Regions from separate parts of the Mus musculus genome. Here region 1 is linked to region 2. The links are chromatin contacts, called in public HiChIP or PLAC-seq maps. All regions are on one chromosome and are shown on one strand. Each heading gives the region's core, a stretch centred on a gene start, on an enhancer-like site or on the middle of the called end of the contact. The rest is flanking DNA. Distances are from core to core; before and after follow the strand shown. Region 1 has its middle 32 kb from the start of Appbp2os. Region 2 holds the start of Car4 (carbonic anhydrase 4).

What was found. HiChIP or PLAC-seq counts read pairs in DNA pulled down with a chosen protein or histone mark.
Region 1: an H3K27ac HiChIP or PLAC-seq map of extraembryonic endoderm stem cells shows a contact between it and region 2. The contact joins the enhancer-like site here to the promoter of Car4 in region 2. A contact is called at or near these places in 5 of 39 promoter capture datasets (the C10 cell line, the HPC-7 cell line, liver and 1 more) and 1 of 115 datasets of contacts at active chromatin or transcription factors (extraembryonic endoderm stem cells).

What each region holds. Positions count from the first base shown.
Region 1 is chr11:85,265,059-85,269,352 of GRCm38.p6, reverse strand. No RefSeq gene overlaps it. Among named protein-coding and RNA genes, the nearest start is that of Appbp2os, 32 kb to the right of the region's middle. Within about 2 kb of position 3,017, at least 26 of the 459 cell types and tissues checked have an H3K27ac peak or open chromatin away from gene starts, as enhancers often do. A contact at or near this core is called in extraembryonic endoderm stem cells, where this site is marked.
Region 2 is chr11:84,955,103-84,959,205 of GRCm38.p6, reverse strand. It overlaps Car4 (carbonic anhydrase 4), which reads right to left and starts at 1,452. Exons shown (of 8, transcript NM_007607.2): 1 at 1,265-1,452. The coding sequence starts at 1,319.

The DNA.
Region 1 (4,294 bases), core at 1,768-4,267, 310 kb before region 2:
TTAAAAAAAAAAAAAAGATTTATAGGGGTTGGGGATTTAGCTCAGTGGTAGAGCACTTGCCTAGCAAGTGCAAGGCCCTGGGTTCGGTCCTCAGCTCTGGAAAAAAAAAAGATTTATTTATTGATTTTATATATGTGACCACACTGACGCTCTCTTCAGACACCCCTGAAGAGAGCATCAGATCGCTTTGCAGATGGTTGTGAGCCACCATGTGGTTGCTGGGAACTGAACTCAGGACCTCTGGAAAAGCAATCAATGCTCTTAACCTCTCCAGCCCTCAAACTTTATTTTTAATGATGGTTCTTAAGCGCTTTAACCTCCTTTGCAGCCCACCACCCACCAGAGGTAGTAGAAAAGAAGGATGGAGGCGGCGGTAGAAGGGAGTGGACCTGTATAGTAAGGTTCTTTGGAGCAACTCCCATCTCTGTTATCTGGAAATCGGCAGTTTGGTTCACAAGTTAGCAGGCAGTGGCAGCTCAATCTACTCGCAACACTGCACGGATACACCAGCAGTCCAGTTCGGTAGAGTCAGAATAGCAGCGGTGACTCAGTCTAGCAGAGACAGCCCGGCCTCTGCCTAGGGCAGCAGGAGGAACCAACAGGAACACCAGGAAAAGTTCTCGGCTGTGCGTCTCTCAGGGAAGCGAAGATCATCAAAGACACGAGACCCACAAGTGTTGCACAGCTAGCTGTACCAGCAAGGCAAGCTCTATCTCTGTTGGGCCCTATTTATACCCCCAAACATCACGCGTCCTCCACAGGCCTTGCCTCAGCACAGGTCGGGCCTCAGCAAGTGCATCCAATCAGTCTGAGCCGGAGGAAGCACAAAGAAACTGCAGTCCACCACCAGACAGTTTTTGGTGTGTTTCTCTCTGTGGAGTCCGAAAAATGCAGCTCAACTACAAAATGTAAGGCAGACCAATTCATGCATGTCACTAGCAAAGAATCCTTCATGATGTGTCCTTTCACGTGTTTGTTTTAGCAGAACACCCTCTCCTGTGTCTGCTTCAGTGACACGTTCCTTCCCGAGTCTGCCTCTCATACCCGTGCCCTCTTTTAGGCGCCGTGCCTTCACATGGTTACCCTAGCAAAACACCAGCCAACAGACTTTCCAAAGAACTCCACTCCAGTTTCGGTGTCTCCTCACATCTCCACCATTCAGTCATTCAATTCCCCTCCCTTACAGGCCACGGAAATTAATTGTTTTATGTGTCCTTTCCAGAATATTTGAATTTACAAAAAAAACCAAAAAACAAAAACAAAAACAAAAAACAAAAACCCTCTTCAATATGGGCCAGGAAGATGCTTCAGTGGGTAAAGACACTTTGCCGTGTGAGGCTGACCACCAGAGTTTGATTCCCGGAACATAAGGGTGGAAGGGGCGAACTGGTTCCATGAAATTTTAGATCTCATGGGGGTGCTATAGCAAGCTCCTACACTCCCACCCCATCCATCCATCCATCCATCTTTCTGTCTTTCTATCCATCTATCTATTGTTAAACCTGAAAGCCCCCAAGAGAAAGACCAGCTCCACAACTGTTCAATTAAAGCAAGCTGTATTCTGAGACACACCCAGGACTGTCCAGATGGCTACCTAACCCTAAGTCCAGCTTTAAGAGAGCAACCTGTCCTGGTCTCCTGAAGCCATTTTCTAGGAGCCCTAAGGCCAGAGACTTGGCTGTTACACACTGTGAGAAAGATACAATAAAAGGGGAGGAACAAAGCAAGGATTACATCTTGCGAATGGGGTTGCAAGCAGTTTACATCAGCTCTAAGATCTAACTTATTCTTAATTACAAACAGAAACCTTATTTTTCAAGGTTTTAACACAGGGCAAACAAGGACTTATTCTTTAACTAGAAATTAGGACAGGACAAACAGGAACTTGTTCTTAATTACAAATGTAAACCTTAACTTGCAAGGACTTAACATAGGACAAACAGGGGTTTTTTGTTTTGTTTTGTTTTCCGAGACAGGGTTTCTCTGTGTACCCCTGGCTGTCCAAGAACTCACTCTGTAGACCAGGCTGGCCTCGAACTCAGAAATCTGCCTGCCTCTGCCTCCCGAGTGCTGGGATTAAAGGTGTGCGCCACCATGCCCGGCTAGGGATTTATTTTTAACTGTCTTAACTGCAAGCAGAACTCTTAACATTGCAAGATATATTTTTTCCTGTTTTGGTCTCCTGTTAATTTGCAAAGTATACAGCTCCTGTTTCCCACACACACACACACACACACACACCAACATACGCACGCTCAAATAACACAACATCTCCATATGGCTCTTTGAGGAAGCTGTGTTACAGATGCTGAGGGACTCTGTCTACTCTTGCTCCTGGAACCACTGTTGGCCGCTGCTGAGGAACAGGTCGGTCACAAAGCCACATCTCAGCCATGGCTCTTTCTTTAGAAGACACTCCTGGGTCTCGAGGCTGTTATTTTAGCTTATTAGAGTTACCCTAGACAGAGTGTGGTACCTCATGCCTTTAATCCCAGTACTTGAGAGGCAGAGGCAGGTGGATCTCTGAGTTTGAGGCCAGCCTGGTCTACAGAGTGAGTTCCAGGACAGTCAGATCCAGACAAAGAAACCCCGTTTTGCAAAACACAATAAACAAACCAAAAAAAAGTTACCCTATCAAGGTGTGGTAACCTGATCAGAGGCACAAAGGAAAATTATCTCTGAGTGAAGCAGGGCAGCTCAGATCAGACTCAAATAAAAATAGTGACCTTGCTGGGACAAACCAAAAAACAAACCCCAAAACCCCAAACAGCAAGAAATCGGAACCAACCCTAGCAAGTTCTCAAGCCCTAAAGCCACAAACCGCCTCTGTCACAATGTATGGAATGGGAACGCGCCTGTCCCTTATCACCAGAGGAGGAAAAAATTCACCAGGTGCAAGACAGGGCCAGGAAGTCTCCAAAAGCAATCTGCTCACTGACTCCATGGGAGAACCTCCTCTAACTATGAGGAAGAAATACCTTAAAAATACCATCCTCATGATTCACATAATGACCTCTCTGACAGCCAGATGCAAGGACTGCTCTGTCCCTGTGAGGGACAGCTGCACCTCCCCTGCTGGTGCTGTCCCTATCCCATGACCCTTTTTTCCTTACAATTACGTCTTCCCTCAAAGTTTGTTATCTACTTTCCAGACTTTCTTTCTCTCTCTCTCTCTCTCTCTCTCTCTCTCTCTCTCTCTCTCTCTCTCTCTCTCTGTGTGTGTGTGTGTGTGTGTGTGTGTATGTTTCACACATGATCTCCAACCTGGAGTCCCCCTGTTTCAAGACTGGGGATGGAGGCATCACCACCATGCCCATCTTAGGAAAGGCAAAGCACTTTTCTCTTTTCTTTTAAAAACTACGTTCATTTTTCATTGTGTATGTTTGTGCACCTAAGTGCTGGTGCCCTGGGAGGTAGATTGCCCTGGAGCTAGAGCTACAGCTGCCTGTGCAACACCCAACAGGAGGGCTGGAAATTGAACTCCGGTTCCCCGGAAGAGCGGCGTTCTTAAGCAATGAGCCCCCAAGGGCACAGATCTTAACCCTCCCCCCAACAGTTGTTTTTCCATTCATAACCACACACAGGCGCGTGCACACACACACACACACACACACACACATACACACACACATACACACACATACACACACACACACACACATACACACACACACACACATACACACACACACACACACACACACAGGCACGTGCACACACACACACACACACACACACACACACACACACACACACACACAGCAGTCACACAGAGGAATGAACACTCTGCCCCACCCCTGAACCAGACATCTTTCTAGCTCCTCATCTGAAAAACAGGCACATTTGTAGAATGTATCTCACCTCAGCCATAAATTACAGGTTGCCATCCTGTAACCTGGAACGCCCTATACACTGGATAGTTATGATATTTGTCTTTGAGGTACTAGTTCCTCAGACAGAAGGTGGCTCACACCTTTAAAATCTTGGCACTGAGGCTGGACAGTGGTGGCACATGCCTGTAGTCCCAGCACTTGGGAGGCAGAGGCAGGCAGATCTCTGAGTTCGAGGCCAGCCTGGTCTACAGTGAATTCCAGGACAGCCAGGTCTACACAGAGAAAGCCTGTCTCGAAAAAAAAAAAAAATCTTAGCACTGAGAAGCAGAGGCAGGCAGATCTCTGAGTTCGAGACCAGCCTGGACTACAGAGTTCCAGGACAGGCAGGGCTACACAGAGAAAACCTGTCTCAAAAATACAAAAAAGCAAAGCCAAACAAACAAATAACCCCCCCCACACAC
Region 2 (4,103 bases), core at 203-2,702:
CTGCCACTAAAATGGGAACTGTTGTGTGAAGAAGTCAGCTGAGATGGAGTCCTACCTACATGGCCCCAGGTCACTGGCCAGGTCTCATGACCTTCTTGTAGAGTGCTTTCTGCCCAGAGCCCAAGGACACTGCCTAAACTCTTATACTCTTTATCCTTAAAACAGCACCCAGGAACACAACTACTAAACCCGGTTTGTAAACGACAGAATACTTTATACGTCTTAACCAACGTGAACAGCTACAAGGCACTGGTTAATTTAAAAACATTTTCCTTTTTACTAAGTCGTTTTAAGTGCCCAACCCCTAGACACACACACACACACACACACACACACACACACTCCGCCCTTTAACATTATATTAGTTGCTCTTTTCCCTCCACTAAGAAGGAGTTGTTGCAAGATGCCTTACATCCTCCAAACTAAGTCCTGCAACGGGGAATACTCTCTCTCCTTCTGGTCTGAGAGACCCCTCACGTCCCCACCGTACGCCCCACTATCCATTCCAGGGCAGAGCACCCAACTCTGGAAGGGAGTTCTGGCCCGTTGGACGGGAAAGCTTCCCTGCGGACTAAGAGATGAAGTCTTCGTGAAGAGCTATGGGGTATTGGAGAAGGTGCCAACCGCTAGAATCGCCTTTAGCTCCTTATCAAATATTAACACGCCTCTACCTCCACCTCCCACCTAGAAGAATAATTAAGAGCTCGGTCTCACCATTAATCTTTAAACGAAAATCACCTTGTCTGGAAAGACCGGCTTGGCCAGGGACTTGGGTCTTAGGATGCCCCCCGCCAGGCTCCCAATCCAGCACTGGGGGAAGGGGAGAAGGGAGCTTGAAGCTCAGAGGGCAGGACCCTAGAGTCAGAAGAAGGGAACACCGGGACCCCAATACATCCAACCTGCTGCGCTTGTTCTGGGTGGGCAACAGTTACCGGTTCAGAGTCTCTGCAGGACAGTCGGCCACTCGCCACCCACGGGCAAACCCAGGAGAACCAAGGTGCGAAAAGGACCGTGGATCCAGGCGGGTCAGAGAAGCATCCTCACCACAGATCACACGAGCGTCCAACACGCGGACACCCCGCGGCCACACACATGCGAGCACACATCCCCCTCTCCCGCAGCCTCCCGCGGACACGTGTAGGCGCCCCCGCTCACACAACCAGGTCCGCTGCAGCCTCACGGTTCCCTGCACGAACAACGCGCAGCCGGAGCGCGCTAGCAAGGGTACCGGGTCCTGGGGGCGCAGAGGGTCACCCGAGGATACCTTCAGTAGAGGGGGCCACGTATGCCAGCGCCAGCAGAGCAAGAAGGAGCTGCATGGTGCTTGAGGGGAAAGACGCTGCCCAGCCTAGGGTCAATCACCAATGAAGCCACCCTAGGCGTCGCGATCATGCTGGTGGAGGCTTTATAGCAGAGCCACGACCTAAGGGAGCCCGGACGGCTAGACGTGGGAGTCGGCTCCTCCTCCTGGCGGAGCCTCTCTTCGCCTTGTCCAGTCTCAGATCGGAAAGAATCATCTCCCCGCCTACCTTGCTACCTTGCTACCTTCGCCCATGGCGAAAAGACCCCTCACCCACTCCGCATCTTCAGGGCTTAGAAGCGGAGTATCCCCACCTTGCCCCCATCCTACTCCTGTTAACTGATTCCGGAAGAAAGATGAGCTATCCTCAGGTACCTGACCCACGGGGTATCTTCCCAGACTCGTAACTTCCATCATGCTGCCACCAACTGTTCAGGGTCTCCTAGTGTGTCCTTGTAATAAACTTGATTTGGGGCAAGATGGAGCCAAATGGTCTCAGGGAGACGGAGAATCGAGACGGTTGAAAGCTTTGCAATGCTGTTTGTTGAAGAGATGCCCGGTGAGAGGCTCTTTGAGGAAGCGGTAGCTGACGCTCCAGTCTCATCTTTTTCCTTCCTGGCTATTCCAAACTTGATTTTGTTTTGCGTTTTCTTTCTCGGGACTGGAGATGATGGTTATGATGACGACGACGAAGATCCTCCTCCTCCTCCTCCCCACCCCCACTCCTTTTCGTTCCCTATTTCTCATACTAGGCAAGCACTCTACCACTGAGTTACATCCAAACTCAATTTTAAAGAAACCAAGACCCGTCTTCCTACCTAGAACTAAGCTCCCTAAAACGTGGTTACTGGTGGGTCTTGTGCTAAGCCAAGAAGATGGGGTGGAGTGGAGAGTCGGGGGGCTGGAAAGGGTATGGAATTAAGGGGATGGGAAAGTGAGGAGGGGGCACGGAGACACAGTAGAAAATTGGTTTACTAGAAAAGCCCACGATGTCATAGGGGAAAGGACTGGTGCTTTTGAGATCTGATGACAGTAGATGACAGTTGGGGAAGAGAAAAAAAACTAAGGATCTGGATATATCCCTAATTCTCCCATCAGACAGGAAGAGTCCTCAGCAAAGAGTAAACGGTCTCCCATATCTGGGAAATGGATCTGGCCTCACTTCCAGGCAAGCACTACTTGTTACTCTCTGTGGAGGTCCCTTACATCTCACAGATGGGGAGTCTGCGCATCCCTGGGGAGTTTCTAGGACAAGTCTGGGGAGATGAACAAGGAATAGCAGTACACCTGGACTCCTCCATCAACAGGAAGCCCTATTTTTCTGGTCCAGCTACTTCCCTATCCGTTGCCAAATTCTCTTCACATCACCCTCTCCCTGCCCCAGCACCAGCCTTTGAACCTCTGTAGGGGAACGACTCCATCAGAACAATCCAAGCAAAGGAGCTTCCTCCCTTCTTGAGTCTGGCCTGCTCCTCTCTCTGGCCTAGGATCACAGCCTACACCGGCAGCTTTGATCCTACAGAGAGGTTGGAGGAGGGTGTCCTCACCAGGCTTAGGGTCTCATTGTCTGCTTCTGCTCTGGAATTTAACCTCTAACCTGGGATCCTGGCATTCCACGCTCTTTGAGCCTTATTTGAAGAGTGGATTTGTGTTTGTGGGGCTGACAATGTCCCTTTTAGGAATGACAGAGGAGGAGTTAAGGATCTAGGCTGTCTCTGTGACCTAGGCCAGCCCCCTGACAAGCAGGGGAAAGATTTGATAGCTTGAGCAGGCTATTATCCATCAGTGATTTCTGTATTTATTTCCAAAGACCCATAGCACTGGGACCCCTGGAAGAGAGTATGGGAAGTAGGATGTGTTCGGGGCTTCCAGGAGGCCCCTCTGAGGAAGGTACTTCTGGGGGACACAAGTTATGACACCTCACCCAAGTGTTTCCATCTGACATCTCTGACTCCTTAGTGTCCTTGTTATAACATCCTTCTTCCTGCATGTCCCACCCCCATCTTCCCCCGTTCCCAGGGATTTAATGGGCCATAAACCTGCCAGCTCAGGATGGGAAAGCCCTGCTCAGGGTCTGAGCAGAAGCACTTTCTCCCTCTTTTTTTTTTTTTTTTTTTTTTTTTTTGGTTTTTCGAGACAGGGTTTCTCTGTGTAGCCCTGGCTGTCCTGGAACTCACTTTGTAGACCAGGCTGGCCTCAAACTCAGAAATCCGCCTGCCTCTGCCTCCCGAGTGCTGGGATTAAAAGCATGTGCCACCACGCCCGGCTCACTTTCTTTCTCTTACTTAGCCCAAAATCCTGAGTTCAAGTCTTTGCTCTTCCTCTGACTCAGTGATGGCCTTGGGAAATTTTCCCTTCCTTCTGAGTGCAACTTCCTCCTCTATAAAGGGGGGTGGGGATGGGGAGAAGATGACAGAGTGGAATCCTGTCCCCATGACCTCTACCAATAAACAGATACTGGGAACCCACCCAGTCCTGTCACAACTAAGTTTGCTAGGCCTGGGTGTGACTAGACCCATGGACTATTCAAATGTGAGTCACAGTGCTTGTCCACAGGTTTTCCCTTGTGTGGCCCTGCCTGGGACAGGGAAGACAGTGGAAAGCTAAGGGTTCCACCTTAGTGAAGCAGAAGAAAAAGACAGGACAAATTATGAGGACTGAGAAGAGAAAGGAACCCCTCAGCCCAGGGTCTGGCTGAAACCTCTCCCCAGCTTCAAAAATCCCAGCATAACTGGCATTTACTTTTCTCCTTATGAGTACGCCTGCAGTTTATGAATCTTACCAGAAACCCGCATCATAGAGC